Regions from separate parts of the Mus musculus genome. Here all the other regions are linked to region 4. The links are chromatin contacts, called in public Hi-C, HiChIP or PLAC-seq and promoter capture Hi-C maps. All regions are on one chromosome and are shown on one strand. The core of a region is the stretch at or near the end of the contact, and the rest is flanking DNA. Distances in the headings are between cores, read along the strand shown. Region 1 holds the start of Trim33 (tripartite motif-containing 33). Region 2 holds the start of Lrig2 (leucine-rich repeats and immunoglobulin-like domains 2). Region 3 has its middle 33 kb from the start of Gm38412. Region 4 holds the start of Ptpn22 (protein tyrosine phosphatase, non-receptor type 22 (lymphoid)).

Evidence for each region. Promoter capture Hi-C pulls out the DNA fragments that hold promoters and counts their contacts. A called contact is a pair of places that touch in the nucleus more often than the background predicts. HiChIP or PLAC-seq counts read pairs in DNA pulled down with a chosen protein or histone mark.
Region 1: a promoter capture Hi-C map of pre-B cells shows a contact between it and region 4, with 2.4 times the contacts expected there. The contact joins the promoter of Trim33 here to the promoter of Ptpn22 in region 4. A contact is called at or near these places in 4 of 39 promoter capture datasets (cranial neural crest, liver, neutrophils and 1 more) and 1 of 115 datasets of contacts at active chromatin or transcription factors (memory CD8 T cells).
Region 2: a contact with region 4 is called in a Hi-C map of Th1 cells, with 6 times the contacts expected there. The contact joins the promoter of Lrig2 here to the promoter of Ptpn22 in region 4. A contact is called at or near these places in 5 of 39 promoter capture datasets (the C10 cell line, the HPC-7 cell line, hematopoietic stem and progenitor cells and 1 more), 2 of 484 Hi-C or Micro-C datasets (CD4 T cells and Th1 cells), 10 of 115 datasets of contacts at active chromatin or transcription factors (the 230-238 cell line, the SCID.adh cell line, astrocytes and 6 more) and 2 of 9 other capture datasets (embryonic stem cells and pancreatic islet).
Region 3: a contact with region 4 is called in an H3K27ac HiChIP or PLAC-seq map of T-cell acute lymphoblastic leukemia, with 8 times the contacts expected there. The contact joins the enhancer-like site here to the promoter of Ptpn22 in region 4. A contact is called at or near these places in 7 of 39 promoter capture datasets (the 3T3-L1 cell line, the C10 cell line, the HPC-7 cell line and 4 more), 2 of 15 datasets of contacts at CTCF or cohesin (large pre-B cells and pro-B cells), 5 of 484 Hi-C or Micro-C datasets (the Ba/F3 cell line, the HL-1 cell line, cerebral cortex and 1 more), 8 of 115 datasets of contacts at active chromatin or transcription factors (the SCID.adh cell line, T-cell acute lymphoblastic leukemia, astrocytes and 5 more) and 1 of 9 other capture datasets (embryonic stem cells).

What each region holds. Positions count from the first base shown.
Region 1 is chr3:103,277,874-103,280,573 of GRCm38.p6, forward strand. Trim33 (tripartite motif-containing 33) reads left to right here and starts at 1,420. Exons shown (of 20, transcript NM_053170.3): 1 at 1,420-2,573. The coding sequence starts at 2,006.
Region 2 is chr3:104,510,487-104,513,377 of GRCm38.p6, forward strand. It overlaps Lrig2 (leucine-rich repeats and immunoglobulin-like domains 2), which reads right to left and starts at 1,432. Exons shown (of 18, transcript NM_001025067.2): 1 at 970-1,432. The coding sequence starts at 1,205.
Region 3 is chr3:104,440,812-104,443,511 of GRCm38.p6, forward strand. No RefSeq gene overlaps it. Among named protein-coding and RNA genes, the nearest start is that of Gm38412, 33 kb to the left of the region's middle. Within about 2 kb of position 1,305, at least 210 of the 459 cell types and tissues checked have an H3K27ac peak or open chromatin away from gene starts, as enhancers often do. A contact at or near this core is called in the Ba/F3 cell line, the HL-1 cell line, the SCID.adh cell line and 7 more, where this site is marked.
Region 4 is chr3:103,858,845-103,861,544 of GRCm38.p6, forward strand. Ptpn22 (protein tyrosine phosphatase, non-receptor type 22 (lymphoid)) reads left to right here and starts at 1,433. Exons shown (of 21, transcript NM_008979.2): 1 at 1,433-1,646. The coding sequence starts at 1,560.

The DNA.
Region 1 (2,700 bases), core at 170-2,669, 580 kb before region 4:
ACTTGTGGTTTTTGAACTTAGTGACAAAGCATATGGAAGTTAATGTGTTCTTTGCATACCTTTGCACACCTCAGTGACATACTTCCTCCTGATACTTTCAAGCCGTTCTGCTCCCAGGTGACCAACCATTTAAATAAATGAAACTATGGAGGCCATTCTTTGTTTTTGTTTTTTCTTTTGGTTATTTTGAGACAGGGTTTCTCTGTGTAGTCCTGGCTGTCCTGGAACTCACTTTGTAGACCAGGCTGGCCTCGAACTCAGAAATCCACCTGCCTCTGCCTCCTGAGTGCTGGGATTAAAGGCGTGGGCCACCAGGCCTGGCCACATGGAGGCCATTTTTATTCAAACGACCACAAGTGTTATCTCCTATTTTTCCTTTCCTTGTTGAAGCCATTCCTCTCACACTAATTCCAGGGTCTCTGTTTGCCTTAGGCCCTTTGTTTTTTGCCACCTGCTCCTGTCTGGAATACTCTTGTGCAAGCCAGGTTTCTTCACCTTATCAGCAGAGCCCTTGCTCAATCAGCACAAATCCTTTACACTCGCCTTATTTTTACTCCAAAGCATTTATCATTTCCCCCGACATACTCTCCATGTTCATCCTCTAAACTGTCAACTTCTTGAAGGCAGAGAGTTTCTTTGTTCTCCTGCAGGAACCCCAACGTTTCTATCTTAACACGAAAGTCAGAAGAGATTTTGAAGGAATTGATGAAAAACGCTTTTCTGTGAATTTAAAAACTCACCCAAATAAATTTCCTGTATAACTACGGTCTAGGACGGGCTTGTGAGACTCACATTAAAACAGCTGTTGCACTTACATCATTTCCCCTCCCCCATTTCTTTTTGGAGGCAAGGTCTCCCTATGAAGCCTGATGCTTAAGCTGGCCAGGAACTCAGCAGTCTCCCTGCAGGTGACTACAGGTGGGCACTATATCAAGTTACACTTGTTCTGGCAGCACTGGCTAAATGAAGGTCTGATGGCAGCCTGAGGCGGAGAGGCCCGATACCAACAAAACAAAACCCTTTCATAAAGCTTCTAAGATTGAGGTGGTGAGGACAGTCAGCTGGCCCACCCGGGGACGCCGAGTGAGATTCTCGGGATATAATATTGGTTAGAAACATGGTCTCCCAAACTGGCACATCAGCCGCAGGGACTTTTCAACATTCATCTGGTTTTCAACTTCCTGATTCTGTTTTGGGGTGTGGCCCTGGCATCTCTGTTTAGAAAAAAGCTCATTTGATTGGCTTTCAGGTATGTAGCAACGTTGGAGAATCACCTTAAGAAGCTAAAAATAGCTATTAGAAGACTTCTGTCTCACCGCAGGAGCCTATATCTGGAGACTTTTGGGGTGTGTGTGTACGTGGTGGGGGGAACTCTGCGCAGCCGCTCTCGGGTGTCACAGCCCTCTAGAGAACGCGGTCCAGCAACACCCAGCGAAGACCCAGGTGGTCCGCACCTCCTCGGTAGGAGGCCTCCGCGACCAAGCGCGCGACAGGTGAAGCTTCCGCGGTGGCGCGCCCGTCGCTGGGGATGGCGTCGCCGTGGAGACGCTCGCTCGGGGGCGAACGCAAGCCGGCCTCCTACTCCTGCATGTTTTCCCTCCCTTCTTCCCGCACCACCGCGGCTTCGGCGCTAGCAGCCACATCATAGAGACCCAGTTCCACCAGCTCCTACCGAGCTACACAACTCCAGCCGGGTGGCAACAGACCACACCGAGGCGCGGAGCTGCATCGCGGTCTGTCCCGCGAGCGCGCGCGGCCGGAGTTCCCGCCTCCCTCCGGAGGACGTCGGTGCGTACGTGCGCGTGCCCACCCCTCCCGCCCCGCGACGCGAGGGCGGGGGCGCCGCGTGCGCGCGCGCTCTCGTGCGTTCGCTCGCTCGCTCGCTCGCTACTTCGCTCGCTCTCGGCGGCCGCTCTTGCTGTGGCTGCGGCTGAGGCTGGGGGCGGCGGCGGCGGCGCGAGCGGCGGGCGGCGCGGGGCGGTCCGGCGGGTTCAAAGAGGAAAACATGGCGGAAAACAAAGGCGGCGGTGAGGCAGAGAGTGGCGGCGGGGGCAGCGGTAGCGCGCCGGTAACCGCCGGGGCCGCCGGGCCCACGGCGCAGGAGGCGGAGCCGCCTCTCGCCGCGGTGCTGGTGGAGGAGGAGGAGGAGGAAGGCGGCAGGGCTGGCGCGGAGGGCGGTGCGGCTGGGCCCGACGACGGGGGGGTGGCCGCGGCCTCCTCAAGCTCGGCCCCGGCCGCCTCGGTCCCCGCGGCCTCAGTGGGCTCCGCGGTCCCCGGAGGCGCGGCATCGACGCCGGCTCCAGCTGCTGCCCCAGCCCCGGCCCCGGCCCCGGCCCCGGCCCCGGCCCCCGCTCCCGCCCCGGCTCCTGGTTCCTCGTCGGGGCCACCTCTCGGACCACCAGCCTCGCTTCTGGACACCTGCGCGGTGTGTCAGCAGAGCTTGCAGAGCCGGCGCGAGGCGGAGCCCAAGCTGCTCCCCTGCCTGCACTCCTTCTGCCTGCGCTGTCTGCCGGAGCCGGAGCGCCAGCTCAGCGTGCCCATCCCTGGGGGCAGCAACGGTGACGTCCAGCAAGGTGAGCAGCAGGCCGCACCCGGGAGAATCTGGTGTGGCGGCTTGGGGTGCCGAGGGTGCTCGGACGGTGCAGTGCAGAGAGGTCTCCGAGACGAAAGCTACGGCCCCGGGGACGGTTACCAGAGAAG
Region 2 (2,891 bases), core at 182-2,681, 650 kb after region 4:
TATCTATGCTAACCTATAAATACGTTCTGCAAATGTATACTTAACCTCTGCAATACAGATGTTCTACCTGTATTCTTTTTCCATTAAGAACCTAACCAATCTTTGTATTTTAATTATATCACAAAACTATTTTTAGTGATAACTCTTTTTCAGAGGTAACTCTAGAAGTCAATTAATAAGCACGTTGATCAGTTAGTGGCAGAGACATAACTGTATGTTGGTGGCTAAGAAGTCTCATAATTGCAGCATTTAATACCTACTGTTCTATTTAATGCCTACTGACTCAGAGCAGTGAGCTCTCCAAATGCCACTAGCTAATACAAGTTTGTCAGGATTTAAAGTCAGAGCTAGAGAATCCACTCGATCACTGCACTGGATTCTCATACATAAACAAAGAGATCTGAAATGAAGGTTCTTTAACTCAAAGGAACATAGTGAAGACAAAGTATCGTGATTTGGGGAAAAAAAATCTTTCCCCTCTTTAAACTGACTACTAAAGAATAACTGCTCTTACAAAACATTAGAGATCAGCAATGATCTTCCTTAGGCATGCAGAGGTTTTCAACCCTATCAAGAACTCAAGTATCAAAACTGAAACATACAATGAGCCGATGGGAGAACTGGGGACAAAAGAGAGATCCTGTATCTTTGGGAGAGATCGTGTTTGCATCACGTGCCCAAGGACCAGTCAAGCTGGAATTTTAAAAAAAAAAAAAAAAAAAAATGATGCAGCCCAAAGAGGGCTTTGCACTTGGACCCGACCCACAGCCATCCAGAGTCTCAGCTGTGCTGCTCAGGACCCGTGAGTCCAACATTAAACATCTCCAGCCCGGAACGTCACAGACCCCAGATCTTAACCCCTATCTTCCCACGAGTACCGGGAAACCCTAACATTCAAAGTTCACAATCTCAATAAGGCAGCTCCCTTCCGAACTCGGTGGCGACCGCGCCCTGGGACCCTCTACTCACAGGCTGGAGATGTCGGAGGGCAGCGGGCCCGACAGTGCCCTCCAGCTGGGCGCGGGCAGCTTCCTGCGACTGCAGTCCAGCAGAGGAAGACGGCAGGCGCAGGGCGCCGGGCACAGGCCGGCTCGGGCAGCGGGCAGCAGCCGCAGCGCCTGCGCAAGGATGAGCAACCGTGCGAGGGGTCCCAACCCACAGCCCAGGCGCCGCTGCTCCCAGATGCCGCGGGGCGCGGCCGCCATCTTCCCCTGGCCGGGACCCGCTCGAGAACAGCAGCTAGCTCAGAGAGTCGGCTGAGGAGAGATGCCCGGAGGCTAAACCGCCACCCGGAGCCCGGGCTGTCACTTGTCCCCTCTCAGAGCGGGCGAGAGGAGGAAACGACGCTACCGCAGGGGAGGGGGCGGCGGTCGGGGGCGTAGAGCTGAAACCCTGACAGACACCGCTCGTCCGCCCCGCCCCGCGACGCAACGTACTCACGCTCAGCAGCCAGCCAATCGGAGCCCCGGGATGAGGTTGCGTCGGAAATTGGGTTCTGAGAGAGGCGAGGCCTACGATTGCCCCGCCCCCTAGGAGGCGAGCATTACAGCGGCCCTTTCTCCTTTTCCGAGCTGCTTCTGCAGTTCTGCAGCTATTCCTCCGCTTGTGGGCGCACTAGGGCCTTGAAATAGAATGGAAAAAGCGAAACCCGAAACGCCAAATCCTCACTGCGGTTGATCTGCAGTAGTAGTGAAAAAAGACCTATTCTGTAGGCTCCTGCAGAAGGGAATGGCACAAGGGCTGCATGCCAAGCAGCAGCTGCAAATAAGTGCGCGATCTAAACCTAACTTCGACCACATCAGTCTCCGGAGCCCAACCAGGGCGGCCTCTGCGGCCGAACTCCCTGCCCTGAAAAAATGTGGCAGTTGGTTCTCCCGGAGCATGGCACGCTGTCACTGTGAAAGGACTTCAAGTTCCCATTGGCAGAGGCGCTATTTAGTCAGTACACCTCCGGCTTCTACAGTAGCCTGGAGTTCAATAATTGTCTCTAAAGAAAATTCTTTCCTCGATTTGGGAAAATATTGTTTCATCTTCAGAAGAACAAGTGGGACAAATAGATAAAACGTTGGTTTGAGGATGTGGGTTTTCTGGTTTCTGTTTGAGGTTTTTGAGCAATCAACAAAGTTAAGAAGACTGGAAGGAAATTATCCTGAAGTAAAAAGACTTACTGGGAACAGCGGAATCTAGCTACCTTGTGATCTCTCCGCTGTGTGTTACCTACAAAATGAGTAAAAATGAAAATATCAGTAATGGTTCACTGACATATAGTGTCTATACTTTTCAAAGACTTTGCAAGCCAGGTGTGGACCAGCACGCCTGCAGTCTGAGCACTCCTTGGGAATTTGAGGCAGGAGAACCCAAGTCCCAGTTCAGCCTCATCTGCATAGTATGCTTTGTATGAAAGAAGAGGAGAAACGAAAAACAGGGTGGGTAAGATGCTTCATCAATAATAGCTTTGCCACCAAGTGTATCAACCTAAGTTGAATTCGCAGACCCCACATGGTAGAATGAGACAACTGACTCCTGCAAGTCCCTGTCCTCTGATCACCATATGCACCCTGTGGCACTTACACACACACACACACACACACACACACACACACACACACACACACCATTTCCATCCATGTCATGCCTTTGGGTTAAAATTACTTTTCTGACTGTCCTCGTGTGCTTGTCTACTGCAGAGGACTTTTAGAAAGGTGTCTCCTTCAGCTTCTTCTCCCTTCTTCTCCCAGTAAACATGACCATGAAAACTAACAGCAACTACTATTTATTACCATTGAAGCAAAATGTGAAGCCAGAAAAGTGATAGAGATATTGGACTTCATCAAAAATGTACACTTCGGGGACAGCAGAGATGGCTTAGCTGTTCAGTAAACACACAATGC
Region 3 (2,700 bases), core at 55-2,554, 580 kb after region 4:
ACAATTTTGATGAGACCCCCCCACACCCACCCCAGTGTGAACCAAACCAGTTCTCCAGTACAGGATAACTAGAGAGAGACAGCTGAGACATGGGGAGGGGCCTCAGTGGTCGCCTGCGCGCACACACACATTTGTCTGTGTATCAGCTCCTAAAATTGTAGTTAATACTGTTGTTATCATATTACCACTCAAACAGATATGAAGCAGGCATAAAGGGGCTAAATGACCCATGCAGCACCAGCCAGCAAGTAAAAGGTAGAGTTGGGACTGGAACCGAGTTAGTCAGTCTGCCTCAAGTCCCAAATGCCTGAAGCACGCACATTCAAACAAAAACCAAGGAAAGGGCTGGCCGGATATCCAATGGGGGCAGAATAGGTAAAAGCTACAAGGACACTCCCTGCCCCAGGGCATTCTCAGTGAGGAAAGGCGGCTTTTGATAAGTCAGAATGCCTATCCACCCCATGCTTTAAACGAGCTCTCATACACACCATTCATTCTGTTTCGACCATATTGTCACTTGTCCCCTTATAGACAGGTACTCCAGGGCCGAACCTGGAGAAGTTTCATAGTGTCTGCCAAGCACCGAGACTGGGTCCCCGGGTTTCTGCGTGCCGCTGTTCTTCTCCCTTTAGACATTAACTGCTGTAACTAGTGCTTCGCGGTGGCTCTAGTATCTGGGGTCCTGACCTCTAGAATGCAGTCCTGGGACACACTGCTCTTCCACCCAGCTTCCGTCTGTAAATATTTCTTCATGCTGGAAATGGTTCTGAGCACTCCTCAGTGCCAAGCTCTCGAACCACCAAGTTGAATTCAATGTTTGCCCAAGCCGCTCAGTATTTGCTAGTGGTGACAAGCATGGGAGGGACCTTCTCCGTGGACTGAGGGATGGCCCCAAACCTGCTCCTTTACCCTGGAAGTGGGAGCTGCAAATGAGATCACACAGGACAATCAATTTGTAAAAAAGCATAAGGTGAGAATGGGGTGTGGAGAGAGGGTGAGAAGAGGAGGGGGAAGGGAAACGATTCAAGGAAGAGAGAGGACACGGGCAAGACTGCAGCCTTGGATCAAAATGAAGACCTCTGAGGGCCAAGCTGCGAGCTCATCCTGGGCTAGGAGCCCAGAACAAGACTCCGGCCTCCGAGGACAAAGCCTGGAGCTCTGGCCTCTCCCTCCCAACAGGCCAAGCTGCCCTGGGCTTCATCCTGGCAGCGTTCTAGAACTTTTGAGCCATGCACCGCCCCGTACAGATTTTGAGTTACAGCCTGAGCCATGACAAAGGCCAGGCCTCTCGCCATTGTGCAACCGGAGAAGCCGGATTTCCTGTGAATCCCCTTACGTAAGGGTATCCCTGAGCAATGGTGGCCTGGGTAGCGCCCTCTGCCGCCATTCTCTGTGCTGAAGCGCCACCTGGAGGCCAGTTCTCGTTCAAACCGCTGTGTAGTAGAGCCTCCACAGAAGGAAACAAGAAGATGCCTTGGAACAAAAAGGCGCCTTTTGAAAGAGCCTCAACAGTTTCTTCACCCGCCCTTTATCTATTGCTGATGGGGTATTCAAGAGTTAAATGACAGGCTTCTTAAAGGGACAGGATTAGAGCCACAGTGATCTTGTCACTGCCTTTCTTAAATTCTAATATCTGGATCTGAAGAGCACACGTGAGGGGAAAACTGCAGTTTGCCCTGCATCTCGGATTCCAACCTCTTCATCCCCCTACTGCAAAATTCAGGTTAGACTAACTTGTGTAGAGAGCTTGGCAGTGAGCCGGCCCCTTCTCGGGAGAGCCTGGGATGCTGCAGAGGTTTTTTAATCAGCTGCCTGGCCCTGGGCATGAACACACACCCTGGATTACTCAACAAGTAGCTGGGGGCTGGGGGGGGGGGGGGGGCGGGGACTACAAAAATAATTGTTTAAATTGAGCTCCAAGTTATTTTAGCCTGAAGAAATTCTAAGCTAGATGGACCCAGGAAATAGGGAGTATTCAACATAAAGAAAAGGGGACCAGGCTTCCAAACTGAGAAAGGTTTTGTCTTGTTTTGCCTTTTTTGTTTTTTGGTTTTTTTTTTTGTTTTGTTTTGTTTGTTTTTTGTTTTGGGTAGGGAGGCAAGTAACCAAGCAAGCAAAACAACACAGAGAAAGGGGGGGCTTTCTTTTTCAGAATTTTATACTTATTCTTTTGGTAGGCCAGCAGTTTAGCTTCCTACAAGGACAAAAGACCCTGACATCTCAAGCAAATCCTTATCAGAAAGTGGAAAATGCTAGAGTTATCAGGAATATTCCATATCAAACCATATTACAGCATCATGGTAACAAAAACAGCATGTTACTAGCTCAAAAAGTGGCCCTGGCAATCAAGGGGCTCAAACAGAGGTCCCAGAAGTCACCCCACAAAGCTACAGTTCTCTATCTTTGGACAAAGGTATCAAAAACATACACTGGAGGAAAGAGACCTCTAAACACCTGTGCTGAGAAAACGATTTCCACAAGGAGAGGAAAGACTAAGACCCCCGTCTCCAACCCTGTGCAAAATCAACTCAAAGTGGATCTTAGAGCCAGACCTGAAGCAAAACACTTCAGGACACAGGCATAGAAGAAACTTTCTCAACAGTGCTCCAACTGTACAGCACACATTGCCAACAACCAACAACTAGACGTATAGGAAACTAAGACGTTCCTGTCCAGCAAAGAAAACAAGCACCAGCGCCT
Region 4 (2,700 bases), core at 183-2,682:
AGTCTCAGGAAATATTGCTGAAGAATTATGGTTCATTTTAATTTGTGTGAACTACATTTGAAATTCTTTATGTGAAATACTAACTTCAAATTGCCTGCCAAGGGTTCAATGAAGAGGGTGCAGCGTGTTTTGTGTTCAAAATCATGATTTTCTGAAGGGAGTTTGAATAGTGTAAAACCAGAAAGGGTTGCTAATATCTTAATAGAGGAAGTCCAAACTACACCTTTCCCAGTTTTTTTTTTTAACTTGAAACTAATTTTGTAACATTCTGTTTACTGAACTTCCTCATTTGCAAGGGTTTTCACACTGAATTAGATCTTGAGTGGATTTGTGCCCATCGAAGAGAGGATTTATGCAAACGGAGATGTGGAAGCATTCTCTGGAATAACCTGCCTTGTTAAGGCACTGATACCACAGATGTGGACGGCTCCCTGAAACGCGATCTTTTCTGAGATAGGCTCTGTAGGATCAAAATGTCAACATGTCTTCATGAATTCTTCAGCCTCTTTCATTCTTCCTCCCTCCCCTTCTGAGAGAGAGAGAGAGAGAGAGAGAGAGAGCGCTCACTTTGTTTCTCAGGTGTCTCAAACTCTGAGACTCAAGTGATCTTGCAGCTGGGGACAGTCCTGAGGAGCTGGGACTGCACCACCTCTCCTCAATTCTCTCCAGACAGGCTGACCTAGATAGAATCTGTATGGTTCTCAGCAAGCAATATTTTAGCTTTAGTTCCGTTTTGTCCTTTCGCTGTTTGCTAGCAGTGCGTTCTGGGGATATTGTGCTAACTGCCTCCCCGGTGCTTCCCATCCTGTGTAGAGCTGTACTCTCAGTGTTTGCAAAGCTACTGGAGGTCTGAAGAAGTACAGAGACCAACACTTCCCTTAATGAGGGCCAGTACTTCCCCAGTCACGGGTGAGATGGACCATCAGAAGCAGTGGACTTTGCTTCCTCTAAAAGAAAAACGTGAGGTTTATAATGGAAGCTTGACAAATTCTGAAACAAAATGCCCGCTTGATGAGCAGAGGTCTGCCATGATCATATCTATAGGAGACTTTGGGGATAATGGTCCGGGTCGGAGATAGGTAACTCCAGTGTTTGTCTCCTCTCCTGCAGCAGGGCATAGGTGGGCGTCACCCAGGCCTTTCTGCTCACTGGGATGTGAAAAGCTGAACTCACAGGTTAGTGCTGTACTTTCTGCCTTTCTTCTGGGAATGGAAGAACTGAGTGCTGTCTGAGACTGACAGCGTGGAACAGTCTCTGAGCTAAGCAGACCACAGTTTGTGTTCTGGTTAGCCTCTTGTTTGTTACATTTGAACAGTAGCCAAGTTTCTTTGTTGAGAAAGGAAGGCGCTAGGGCCCTGCAGGGAGATGATGGCTTTGTTGTGTGACCACAGAAGCTAGTTTTGTACTAATTTCCTCTAGGGCTTGTGATGAAGTCAGTAAACCACAGCCTCCAGCACGCTGTGCTCCTGCAGCAGCAGTGGCTTCTTGGTGCTGCCTTGGCCATGACACATATTTGACATGCCCTCCCTTAACCTACTCACAGACTCTTGCTCTGCGGCATGGACCAAAGAGAAATTCTGCAGCAACTACTGAAAGAAGCCCAGAAAAAGAAACTCAACAGTGAGGAGTTTGCCAGTGAATTTCTGGTGAGTTCTGGAATGCTCTGAAGAGTTCTTAGATAAACTGTGTAGCAGTCTGTGGTGGCCCAGTTTGCCTAGACGCAATTGCTGTAGGGATAACACGACCATGGAGTTTGGAGTGGAAGGGAGGAAGGCGACCTAAGAACATAACCTCTCTGGGCTTTGTTGTGTCTGTGCTCAGGGTTTTCTCCAGGTAGGCTGGTTTTAATGTTGGGTTTGCTTGTTCTTTTGAGCTTAATGGTCCTACAGAAGGTATAGACAGGTGTATGGATATTAATGCTTTCTGAACATCTGCAGAAAGCATTTGCATTGTGACATATGCTTCAGATTACTAATAAGAGTAGCTTTTCATGTTACGTGTTATTTTTAGCTTCCCTATAGGCTATCATTGGGATAACAGGGGTTTGAAAAACACCAAAAACTCTCATTTTGCCACTTTTTCTCCTATCCCTTTGAAAACAAGTTGATTATTAGAATAGGCATTTTCCTTTTTAACAATAGCTGGGCTTCTTTAACTTATATTGTCTGGAGAAGTGGGCTAGGGAGAGTGGGGAGTAGAGACACGTGAGAGACATGGAGAGCAAGGTAGCCTGGGAGCAGGTGGACTTGATTATCCAGAACTCAAATCCACTTAGAGGGAGCCATAGTTAACAGTGTAACAAAAGCTGGGCGGCCCATTTTCCATCCCTGTCAGGCACATCAGATAACATGGTATTTGACACACCTGTCATGCTTTTGGTTTTTGCTTAGTGTTTGTTTGTTTGTTTGTTTGTTTGTATCAGTATGTAGCTCTGTCTGGCCTAGAGCTCACTATGTAGATCAGGTTTGGCCTTGAACTTAAAAGATCCTCCTGCCTCTGCCTCACTGGGATCAAAGGCATGTACGACCACACCAACCTGCTGTGTTCTAAAAGCTTCTAATTGGTATTTCAGAACTGTAAGAATGTTAAGCCTTAGCCCTTCAGCTTTGAATTGAGAAAAATAAAGAACATCGACATGGTCATCATTCAAATTATCAAATATTTAACGTGTTCCCAAATCACCCTAACTCTTTGTTTTCT